2 separate regions of the Mus musculus genome follow, and region 1 is linked to region 2. A link is a contact called in public HiChIP or PLAC-seq data. All regions are on one chromosome and are shown on one strand. The core of a region is the stretch at or near the end of the contact, and the rest is flanking DNA. Distances in the headings are between cores, read along the strand shown.

The links. HiChIP or PLAC-seq counts read pairs in DNA pulled down with a chosen protein or histone mark.
Region 1: an H3K4me3 HiChIP or PLAC-seq map of pro-B cells shows a contact between it and region 2, with 7 times the contacts expected there. The contact joins the promoter of Satb1 here to the enhancer-like site in region 2. A contact is called at or near these places in 11 of 39 promoter capture datasets (the C10 cell line, the HPC-7 cell line, cranial neural crest and 8 more), 3 of 115 datasets of contacts at active chromatin or transcription factors (embryonic forebrain, forebrain and pro-B cells) and 1 of 9 other capture datasets (embryonic stem cells).

The regions. Positions count from the first base shown.
Region 1 is chr17:51,828,416-51,833,980 of GRCm38.p6, forward strand. Satb1 (special AT-rich sequence binding protein 1) reads right to left here and starts at 4,232. Exons shown (of 11, transcript NM_009122.2): 1 at 4,055-4,232.
Region 2 is chr17:50,791,599-50,797,124 of GRCm38.p6, forward strand. All of the region lies in intron 17 of Tbc1d5 (TBC1 domain family, member 5), which reads right to left. It overlaps Gm41598 (a long non-coding RNA gene), which reads left to right. Exons shown (of 2, transcript XR_876871.2): 1 at 1-999; 2 at 1,906-1,992. Among named protein-coding and RNA genes, the nearest start is that of Gm41598, 3.5 kb to the left of the region's middle. Within about 2 kb of position 4,068, at least 8 of the 459 cell types and tissues checked have an H3K27ac peak or open chromatin away from gene starts, as enhancers often do. A contact at or near this core is called in pro-B cells, where this site is marked.

The DNA.
Region 1 (5,565 bases), core at 2,982-5,481, 1.0 Mb after region 2:
CCTCTGATTGCTGAGCTGTCAGTTTAATGCAGCGTAAATAAACAGTAGGTGCCTGCTAGCTGGAAGTAGGAAGTGCTCATTGCACACGAGGAGCAGATTACTGAAGCCTCATGCTCATCGTGCTGAAACATAACTTTCATTTTACCAGAAAATATACCCTACTGTGGGTTATTTTTTTTTTGTGCCTGATCTATTAATTAACTTAACTCTATTCTGTCAAAATGTAAATCAATTTATAAAATAAAGAATCATCACAGAGTTTTGGAATATGAGAACCGAATCAATTTCAAGAGCAAATACTAAAAAGGAGCGCTTCATATAAAAAGCACAAACTATTTAAAGGCAAAAAGGATAAAGAACATATTTTAATAACAGAACTGAATAACCTGAGTTATTTACTTTACTCAAAATCCTCCTCCTCTGCTAATTAAAAGCAATTGGCACCTCTAATATTCTGTCACCTTCTGCTAGTGTGGTCTTTTCCATATACACGCACAGTTTGCTCTCTGGAACATGTAAAAGGAAACCACTTATAGGGATTAAGCTCTGCTCTCTTTTTTCAATATGAAGAACTCTGAATACTCCCAAGAGAACAGCCAGGTCTGAAGAGCCTCCCTACATTCCTGTACAGTGTGGTTTTCTTTCTGGTTTATGTATGGCACAAAGCTACTGCAATATGTAGCAGCTGATTTTCCCCTCATATATGGGTGCTGAGAAAAAATATTCTGTGGTATCATTTTAAATGAGAATTCATCTAAAATGTATAAAAGGCCACTTGGCAAGGTTTTCCAGGTAAAACATGAACATAATCAATAATTTGCAAAGGAAAAAGAGGGTTGTTTTTAAGAAAAAAAATTTTTTGCATTCAACTACAATGATCTAGACATAATTAGAAGATTGATGTAGCCATATTCATTTATGTACTTCATCAGTAACAAGTACTAACATAATATTAATTGCAATCATACAAGATAACATGTAGGGAAGAAATGGAGTGTTTGTACACAGGGCTTATCTATGTATGTCCTGTTTAGACATTTACAGAGTAGGTAAAAACTACTGGAGTGCTTTAGAGAATCCCTGTTACATACCCATGTTATGTTTAGCTTAACACTGTTTGTAACCAAAAGCTTTCTACAATAATGAGGAACAGGTGCCTGTCACCTGACCTTTTAGGCCTAATTTACAACCCACAACCTGTCACATGAAAAAAAAAAAGCATTGAGATTCCCTCCTAGATTTTTCAGACCCTGCTAGTTTACTGTGGTGTTTCTCAGCTATCACTCAACAGCATCATATCTTACTCAGTCACAGGTTCATATAGCTGGCAACAGACTTCTTTGAAGAATAAACCAATATTCATTTTGTTGTTGCTTTTGTTGAAAATGCCAAAGAGACAAGGAACTACTTTTGTAGATTATCAACCAAAGAAGAATATATTAATTTATTACAAGGGAACAAAAGGCATTCCTTTTGAATACTTTTACATACAAAGAACTATTATTTATTACATATTTCAGCTTGTGGGAAAGTAAGGAATGCATTGATTCTGGAAATAGCTATGTGGATTTGGGAAGTTCTTTAGGTCTTTATCATTGTTCTCCCTCCCCTACCTCGCATACATTTTAAGAAGCTATTACTTCAGGGAGGAAATCCCTATTTGTTCCTTTTTCATCCATCATCTGTATTCATTATTCAGAAAGGAAAACAAAATTGAGCAGTGATTTTATTTCTCTTGCATAACCTTGTTACATGTAGCCATATTCAAATTTAACAATGCTCTGTATTTTATTGCTACTGTTTACATATTATGTATTACATATGACTGAACAACTCTACATTTAAAATATTGTTTCCATTAGAAAAAAATGAACTAATAAGTGTCAAATAGAGATGAAGACTAAACATACTTGGTATATTTATAAGATGAGGTCATTTAAAATGCATACAAACGGGATGACTATTTCGCTACTGTTGCATGTTATATAGTATGCACATTGCTTAAAATGTATTTATTTAACAATGCCCTTAACCAAGTTAATTAAAGTATTTCTGCGTGGTAACTGTGTTAGAGCTTGGGAGGTAGTGAATGATGCCGCCAGTTACTTCTGCTAAGTTAAGTTGAAATTAAGCACTTATTATAACCTTTCCTAACAATGTGAGAAAGACTGAGTAAATATATTAAATTTGTTTCACAACAGATGCTTGGGTTGTTAATATTTAAGATGCCTATTCATGCTATTCCTGTCTGCACATTTGTCAAAAATGTAAGCTTGAATGCTAATGTTTGCCAGCAGACTGGAGCAGGCAGTGTATGCGCTTACTACTGTTCTACAAAAATAATATGCCATAGAAATAAAGAACCGCTGCTAAGTCATAGCCCGAGTTCCACATGGGAGATTCATAAAGGGTTATAGAGCCAGCACCGCAACCCTTGCTTTCTTTGGATTTAAAGTATGGCATAACTTACTCATCTATCTATCTATCTATCTATCTATCTATCTATCTATCTATCTATCTATCTATCTATCTACCTACCTACCTACCTACCTACCTATCTGGAGAATCTGACTACAAAATAAAATTTCACTCTTTCAGAAAATCCACTCTGGACAAGGTGTAAAATTAAGTAAAGTTTTTGGAAGGCTGAGCTTCTGTCACCAGGCACAAACACTGTAAAAAATCCAGGTACTGCTTAAGGACAGAACCTGACTTCTGGCAGAAAGAGACCAGACTCTTGCTCATTCCCCTCTTCTGTCTTGGGAAAGTTGGGTTCTCTGGCCTCCAAGGATACAAACATGGAACCCCAGCCAATCAATCGGGAGCAGAAAAGGTTCTCTCCAGGGAATTGGGTGTCTTCCGGTCCCTATGGACAAGTGAAATCCACGTCTTAACCCTGGGAATCCTACATGCCTCAGAGAAAGTTCTCCCAGAAAGGGTGCAGAGGTCAAAGTTGTCAACCGGACATTTTAAGAGATGAGCCTGTGGTTGACATCTTGTTAAGTAAAACCTGGCCCTGGTGGAGGCCAGGGTCAAAACCTCTACCCTGAGCTCTAAGCTGCTGTCCTCTTGGTCTTCTGGGATCATCCCAGAAGGGACCTGTTTAGCGCCTTTTGCTGGGCCAAGCACACGCACGTGTCACCATCTGGACCTGCCGCTTGCCCCCTCAGTCCCTTGCATTCGAGCTGCCCAACCCCAGTTCGGCCACCCTGGGAGCTCTGCAATGGAGGAACACTGTAGAAGGCCGCCGCTCTCGGGTGTGTACTGTCGCAGGGAAATGAGGAGTTGCCCCCTGGGCTGCACCTGTGGGGCCACAGTCCCAGCTAAGACACCATGTACCTCCCTCGGCTTCCCGCCCAAGCCCAAACCCGAATCACCCTCCAGGACCGACCCGCGATCGCCGGCGTGGGCTGCACGAGCGCTGTTCTTCGGCTCTCAAACTCTGGGCTCCAACTTGAGCGCCCAGCGCCCGAGTGGCTCTCGGGATAGAGAAGTTGCCACAAACTTCCCAGGCCCCTCTCCACCTCCGCTCGCCACCAGCAAAGTAGGGCTGGCCGGGAAAGAACAGGGGGAGATGAGATGGGAGAGGATGCTAAGTGAACTCCAGATCTGGCGCGCGACCTTTCCAACTCCACCCCGCACCTCGCCTCCTTCCCCGCACCGGGGCTCACTGAGCGGCTCCCTTTTCCCCACTCGCCCGCCGAGGGCTTCCCCCCACGCCGCCTTCGTCCTCTAAAGCGGGCCATGCCCACGACCTGGACTAAAGTGTCTAACGAGGGACTCCTGCCGGGCAGGTGTGCGGGAGAGGCAAAGACGCCAAGTAAGTCCGCATCCCGGCCATGACCCTCACTTCACCAGCCCAGTCCTCCCGAATGTCTGAGCGCGCTCGAGAGAAGGGCCAGCAAGACCCCGGCACGCGAGGGGCGCAGAGTCGCCCCAGCCGGGGCCACTGAGAAGTTTGGATCGGTTCCGCATCCGCAGAAAACGGAGGCGAGCCGGGCAAGAGACCCAGAGCGGGAGCAGCACTGGCAGGGAGCAAAGAAGCGGGACTCACTCAGGCGTGGAACCGGGACAGCGCGGGCCAGCGGTGCGGGCCGAGGCCGGGTCGGCTCCCCGCGCGGGCGCGCCGGGCGGCGGACTTCCCGGGCGGCGGCTGCAGCTGCTGCCACCTCCCCGCCGCCGAGCTGGCGGCCGCCGCGGAAGTTAATGGCAACTTGACTTCAAGTTGTCTCCTCTCCCCATCCGAAGTGGGCGTTTAAAGGGGGCAGAGCGCGGCGAGCAGCGAGCGGGGAGCGCGCGGGGCCGAGGGGGAAGGGAAGGGGCGGGGGCGGGGCGGGGCGCGGGAGGGGGCGCGGGAGCCGCTCGGAGCCCGCAGTGTAGAGCGCGGCGCGGGCGATCGGGGCGCCCCCACGAGAGCCCCCCGACGCTGGCCGGGGGCCGTGCGTGCCTGGGGCGCCGCGCTCTCGCCTCTCGCCCGCGTGGGGGGCTTGCGGACCCCACAGCGGGAGCGACCGGGCCCGGCCTGCCTCCCCCGCGCCCGCGGCCGCTTCTCCCCCTGGCGGCAGGATCCTGGGCGGCCGGTGGCTCCGAGAGCGCGCAGTGGAGCCCGAGCTGAGCCGAGCCCGAGCCACCGCAGCCGCCACATCCCTGAGCGCCGCCCGGGTGCAGGGTCGCTGCGGGAGAGCGACCCCGCGGCCGCCAGGGTAAGTGTGGGCGAGCCCCGGAGCCCCACCGCCCCGGCCCTCACCTGCACCGCCCCCGCCGCGCACCCTCGCCGCCCGCCGCTTCCTCTTGTCGTTGTTTGCCTGGGCTTTGGGGGTGCAGAGCGCGGGGCATTGGTGTGTGTGTGTGCCAGCGGAGGAGGAAGTCAGGTGAGAGGCCTGAGCACAACCCCCGCGCCCCGCAAGCCAGCTTGTGTGGGGTGTGTCGCTCCCCAGTAGGGGCATGCGGGCCAAGTTTTCCCCTCTCTTCAATGTTTGATGGAGAAGATCTTTCCTAGAGGGGACCTCCTTCCCTTCAAACTGATGGGCTCTTCTTGCTATCCTCTTCTCTTGGGCACCCCTATTGAGGAACACATAGTGGATGGAGGAGGAGGGGGCCTCTTGCAGACCCCCTTCTCAACCCCAGCTATTTGCATCAGTATCATTTTCCTGTCGGCAGCTGTAGGTCGACGCACCCAACCAGAAGGAGATGCTTAAGCCACTGTCCAAGTCTCTTCTCCCACCCTGACCCACCCAAAAGCAGGGGCAAAGAGGTCAAGAAATGCGGATTTCGTAGGAGGGGAGGCTGGGCCCAGGGACCTTTTCAACTGGTGAAGCTCCAAAGAACTCTGAAAGGTCAAAGTAGCTGAAGGCTTGGACCCCCAAGCTAGGGAGAAATTGGACTCTATCAACTTTAACCCACTCCCCTGCTACTCCTTCCCCACACAACCCCCAGCTCTAAGGAAGCTATCAACTAACAGGTCTTTTGTTTCCTGTTGTGTCGCCTTTGGGAAATTTGCATTGAACGTGACGATAGAAAATTACTACTGTTTACTCGAAGTTAAGGGGGTTGCAGAACGAAAAC
Region 2 (5,526 bases), core at 2,818-5,317:
TTACATCACTGTTTTAAAAGATTTATTTTTAATGTGTGTGTGTTTCCACGCGTGCACGTGTGCCTGTCTTGGTAGTGCACATGAATAAAGGTGCCCCAAGAAGACAGAGACATTGGATCCCCTGGTGCTAGAGTTATAGGTGGTTGTGACCTGCCTTACGTGTGTGCTGGGAGTCAAACCAGGGTCCCCTGCAAGAGCAGTCCATCCTCTTAGCCACAGAGCCATCTCTCCAGCCTGTTTCAGTACTTTGACCAGAACTGTGTTTTGCTTTCACTGGAACAATCTGGTCTCTGTATGGTTACACTCACCCTGTACTTTTCTTACTCCTTTTGATGATCTTTCCTACCTTTTGAACTGTGCAGATAATTTATTTTACTGTCTTACTTGTTAATAATTACATTTCTTCTAAGTATTTTATCTTTTAGGTTGGTATTTGGCATTTTCTGAAGAAGGCATTATCACTCCTCGTTTCCTTACCAATTCATCTAGAAGTATAATCCTACTTCTCTAAGTGGTGAAGTATGTATGTTTAAGAGGTACTCGAGAATGGAGAGAGGGAACAAGACTGGAAAGGAACTATGTCTACAAATGTGGATTGACTGATTAGAACTTCATGATGTGGAGAGGTGGTTATGTTGCAGGACCAGATGTGGGGAGGCTGGAATGTTGCAAGTGCAGAGCTTAGTTATAATTTATCTTGGGTGTCCTTTGCTTCATAAACAGCCATTCTCTATGTCAGACTTAACATCCTTGGACTAACAGATAAAAGCCTCTTAGAATGTATTAACTTAAAACCCAATTTCTACTAAACAAAACTTAAGGTCAGACAGCACCCGAGGCTGACAGTTGAGATTTCTCCACTTTGCCATAACCACCTACTTACTGTTTCCACCAATGTATTTGAAAAGCACTTTGATTTATGGTTTTCTTTGTTCTCTTTCTATGAAAACTCCAGGAAACTGGATGTATCCAGGGATGCACTGGAACATGGAATTTGAGGTAACTTAAAGTCTGTGTTCCCAGGCTGTGATTGTTCCTATTTGGACCCAGAGTAAACTTTCTCTTACTCTTCTTGAGGTAGTTTTTTTTTTGTATCAACAAGAGGAAAGTGAACCTGCTGGCAGGACTGAATTCTTACATGTACCAATGTCTAATTTACCATTTCATTTAATCCTAATTCAAAACAACTGTTGTGTAAAACTTTAACAATAAACAAATAAATAACCAACAAAATTCCACATGTTAAATTTTGATTGCTTGAGAGCCCTCTTCTACACAAACCTTCTTGTTTCCTTTCTAGAAACCTTCAGTGCCCATCTCAAGCAAGTTCTTCCGAGTTCCCCGAGGGGCCTCTAGGGACGGGCAGGCTGTCTTCATTCTGCCTGTTAACTGCTCTCAATCTCCATGCCAGTACATTCCTTTAGCTCTGGGAAATTTTCCTTATTGCTCTTTTTTGATTATTAACTCACTTCTGTTCTCTAGACTCTCAATACTTGACATTATAGTTCAAAATCATAGTTAATCTAAATTCCAGATAGGATAATTTAAATTTTATTATACCCTTAGAACACGTTAGTATTTGTGGATTATTATAGCTTATTTTCTTCCAAAATGGAAGAGTTGTGAACAGTTATATCTATCAGATTTTGTAAAATGTTAGCTGCCTTGGATACTTTCAGAAAGAAGGCACATGGTGGGCATTGCATAATCATATATATCTAATTCATTTATAAGGAATATGTGACATATAAGTAAATTTTATTATAATCCATTGGGACTTTGTTCCATTTAAAAGAAATTATAACACTATCAAAGAACAAAATCGTATTAACCTATCCCATTTTGTATCAATCAATGATTTCCATGAATAAATGATAATCAGAATAAGAAATGTTGTGTTTCTAGATCTCAAATGTGTGAGAGGAGCACTGTGCATCTTTCTCCTACCTTTCCTGTACCCACACTGCCTAGGGTTGCCTACCTGAGTAATAAGTCATCAAAAAGAGGAACAAGATATCAAACAGACATTGTGACTATAACAGGACTGTGCTGTTGATAACCATCCAATTGATGGATTGGATCAATCATGGATTGATTCCATTCAATCCTAACCACTCAATGAAGAGCTCAACAGAAGACAAGATTGGGACTCAAGAAGATTAATTCATTAGTTCAAGGACCTGTGGGGTATGTGTGTTAGTGTGTGTTAGCATAAGTCAAACAGATTTGTTCAAGCTTAAAAACTATACCAAAATAAATAATTACATTTCTGAATCCTGGATGTGGCATTAAACCTCTCTATATAATGTTTTATTTTCCTCCTTAACTATGTAAACTAGCTTGATAATATTTTTGTTACTGTGGAAACACCAACACTTAGAAAGCAGTCTTTGTACGAAGTTCCCTGCAGAGATCTTCTGAAAACCTTTTCTTCCAGAACAGTGTTGCCTTGAGCTGAAGAGTTTTCAGAAGGAATGTTAGCACTGGCATGGCCTGCTAGGGTAAATTCGCAGCCCTCACTCAACTGAGGGCTAGGTATTCTCAGGATGTAGGTATAAGCTATGCAGTGTCCTAGAGCTGTATGGACCAGTGTACTATATTAGATATGAAGCAGATTGCTATGGTGCCCTGAAATCCAGGCTATGTTCTGCTTATTGAGTGGATCTCCTAGAATAGGCTATATATGCAGAGGTTCTAACTTCACATAAAGGCATTATTGGGATCAGACACAACCATGTCTGGATATAGTCTATCCTTTTTTCATTCCCTTTTCCTTTCAACACACAAAGCAAATGGCTGTGTCCCTTGGACTCTAGGACAATGGAAGTTATTTGTCAAGCATCTCTTAGGAGTCTCTGCTGGCAAATGTCTTGGAAGGAAGGTCAGAGAATGAAGAAATAGTATTATGCTCCTGTAATGTCCTACAGATAATATTTTTGTGGTTTTCTTTCCTCAAAAAACCCCAATGAGATGAACAGGTGCTACAGTGAGTGAGCTGAGGGAAACAGTGGCTTATCTAGTTCAGGGGATGCAGAGCATCTCCTGTTCCCTCTGCCCCAGGTTCATCTCACGGTGGCTGGAACCTTCTCTATCGGACTGACAAACTCTCTGTCAGAGTGTGGGGGCAAAGGGAATTCTAAACACATTCAGACAAAGGGCCAGTTCTGACTGAGTTGTCTTAGAGCCCTACAGCAAGAGTAACATCCAAGAAGGCAGGGACACTGGGGAACCCTGGCGCCAACAAAACAGTGTGCCCTGCAGCAGGCACACTGGCTTGTTCCATAATTACTGTTGAATATAAAATCTTGATAAAAGAAAAATGATGGAGAGTATTTTAATATAAATAGGATTAGTTTATTATATGCATATGAATATTTTAAATTAAGCCAAACATGATATGAGGTTTAATTACTATTTTATTATTCTCATTTTAGCTTGAATTTGAATGAAAGAATCTTGAATTCTAAACTTCCATGTAACATAAATATTCTCATTATAATGTATTTCAACTAAAAGGTGCAAAGAAAAAGATTAATGATTGTAATCTTAAATATTTATGTCTTAAAATCCCATGGGAAGTACTGAAAATGGATAAGCTTTTACTTCTTAAGCTAAACTAATGGGTAATATTAAAATGCTAGTTTTTGACTGTAAACTGTTATGACTCACTATTTATGGTGGTTACATTGTACACTGGTTAAATCGTATGGCAAAAATTTTAATATGAAGGCAATACTTAAAATATTTCAAAATCAGGTTGTGAAAAAGACAAGTGGTAATTTTTTAGGTGGAATATGGGTAGTTAAAACACAGAAACAGATCTTACAACAAATTCGTCAAATATTGTTACAAACAATTCATCCAGTAACAAAAGTCCTTCCTTGTGTCAGCCATCCTACAGAACATAACGTTGCAAATGACCTCAAACATAGGTTGAATCATATTTGGCAAAGAAAAAGAGTTTTCACTGTGAACAGAAAATCCACAAGGCCTGATGCCACCAAAGTAGGCCCTAAGAGTGAACTTTTGTTTTACACAACAGTGCCACTTAGTGGCCAAACTATGGTAGTGGACCAGTGTGCTGAATGGAGAGTAGGGCCAGTAACTGGGTTTGGGAGAGAGTTGTGACACTGTAAGTGGCCAGAATGGGGTGGGGCAGTACATGCCAACAAATGAGAGAAGAGGGAGGGAGGGAAGGAGAGAGGGAGGGAGGGAGGGAGGAGAGAGAGAGAGACAGAGAGACAGAGACAGAGAGAGACAGAGGATGGATAAATAGATGACAGACGGGTGATTAGACAGATGGTAGACAGGGAGGTGGCAACTGTACCTTGGAGGTCAGTTAGAGCCTGGACAGGAACAGAAACCTGAGCATCGCTTCCTGTAACTACGTCGCCTAGATTTCATAAGAAAAAATAATTAGATATGATAAAGGAAAATAGACAACCTTTTGCCTTTCATACTCAATATTATAATATTTTATCGAATTATTAAAATTTATAGAACAGAAAATACAGTGGAAACTTAGATAAACATCTGACGTGTCTTTAAAGTAAGCAATGTCTTTAAAACGATGTTTCCAGTGGAGAGTTTGTGTCTGTTTTTACTAAGGAAAAGTTCACAAGTTCCTACTATAAGTTTCTACTATACTGTGGATTGGAAACCTCAGTATAAAAGTATAAAGGACTTCTCTGAGGAGATTTTTATGGCATTACAAATATTAGTATGTTTTAAAATATATCTTCTAAAAAAGACTTATTCATATGGAAGTTATATAACACTTATTAACAGGCATATTTTTTCAAAACTGATTTCTTCCAATGTAAAAAAAAATATTTTTAAACTAAACTTTAAAGGAAATTCATAGGAAAGACCTAAGCAAGCTCTAATTTCATGTTACCTAGTGAAAATATTTCAAACTTACCACATGTATTTTCAAATGCATCTGTGAACTACATCCCTTTATTATAGGCAATTATTAAATTGAAACCATAGTAAATGCTTATAATAAAGCAGTGTTCCAAAAAAAAAAAAAAAGAAAGAAAGAAAGAAAGAAAGAACCAGATGGGCATATAGAAAAGAAAACCGAGCTGGGAGAGCAGGTCTTAGTGACCCAGAAGGAAGAGTAGGAGAGGAGAGGAGAGCCACCCAGACACTGCCGTCCCTCCAGCTCTTCTGTTTCTGGGGCAGCAGTGTTCAACAATTACCAGTCACAGCCGTCAGACTAACCCCTAGAGACGGCAGTGTCGAAGGCTATTTCGTGGTTACTAAATAGAAGAAAGCAAGTCTTTTAAAAGTCTCCAGGATTCCTGTGTACAGCCTATGACTTTGTAGGCTTGCTTCTTCTTCAGCTTTTATATAATACATGCATATGACAACTATGTATTCATTTTACTAATATATATATAAAGTACTAATTAATATACTATAAATAATATGATTAACATATATAATAATATACAGGATCTCACACACACACATTTTGGTAAAAATCGATTTTAAACGAGATAGCATCCCTCAGTGTTCTGG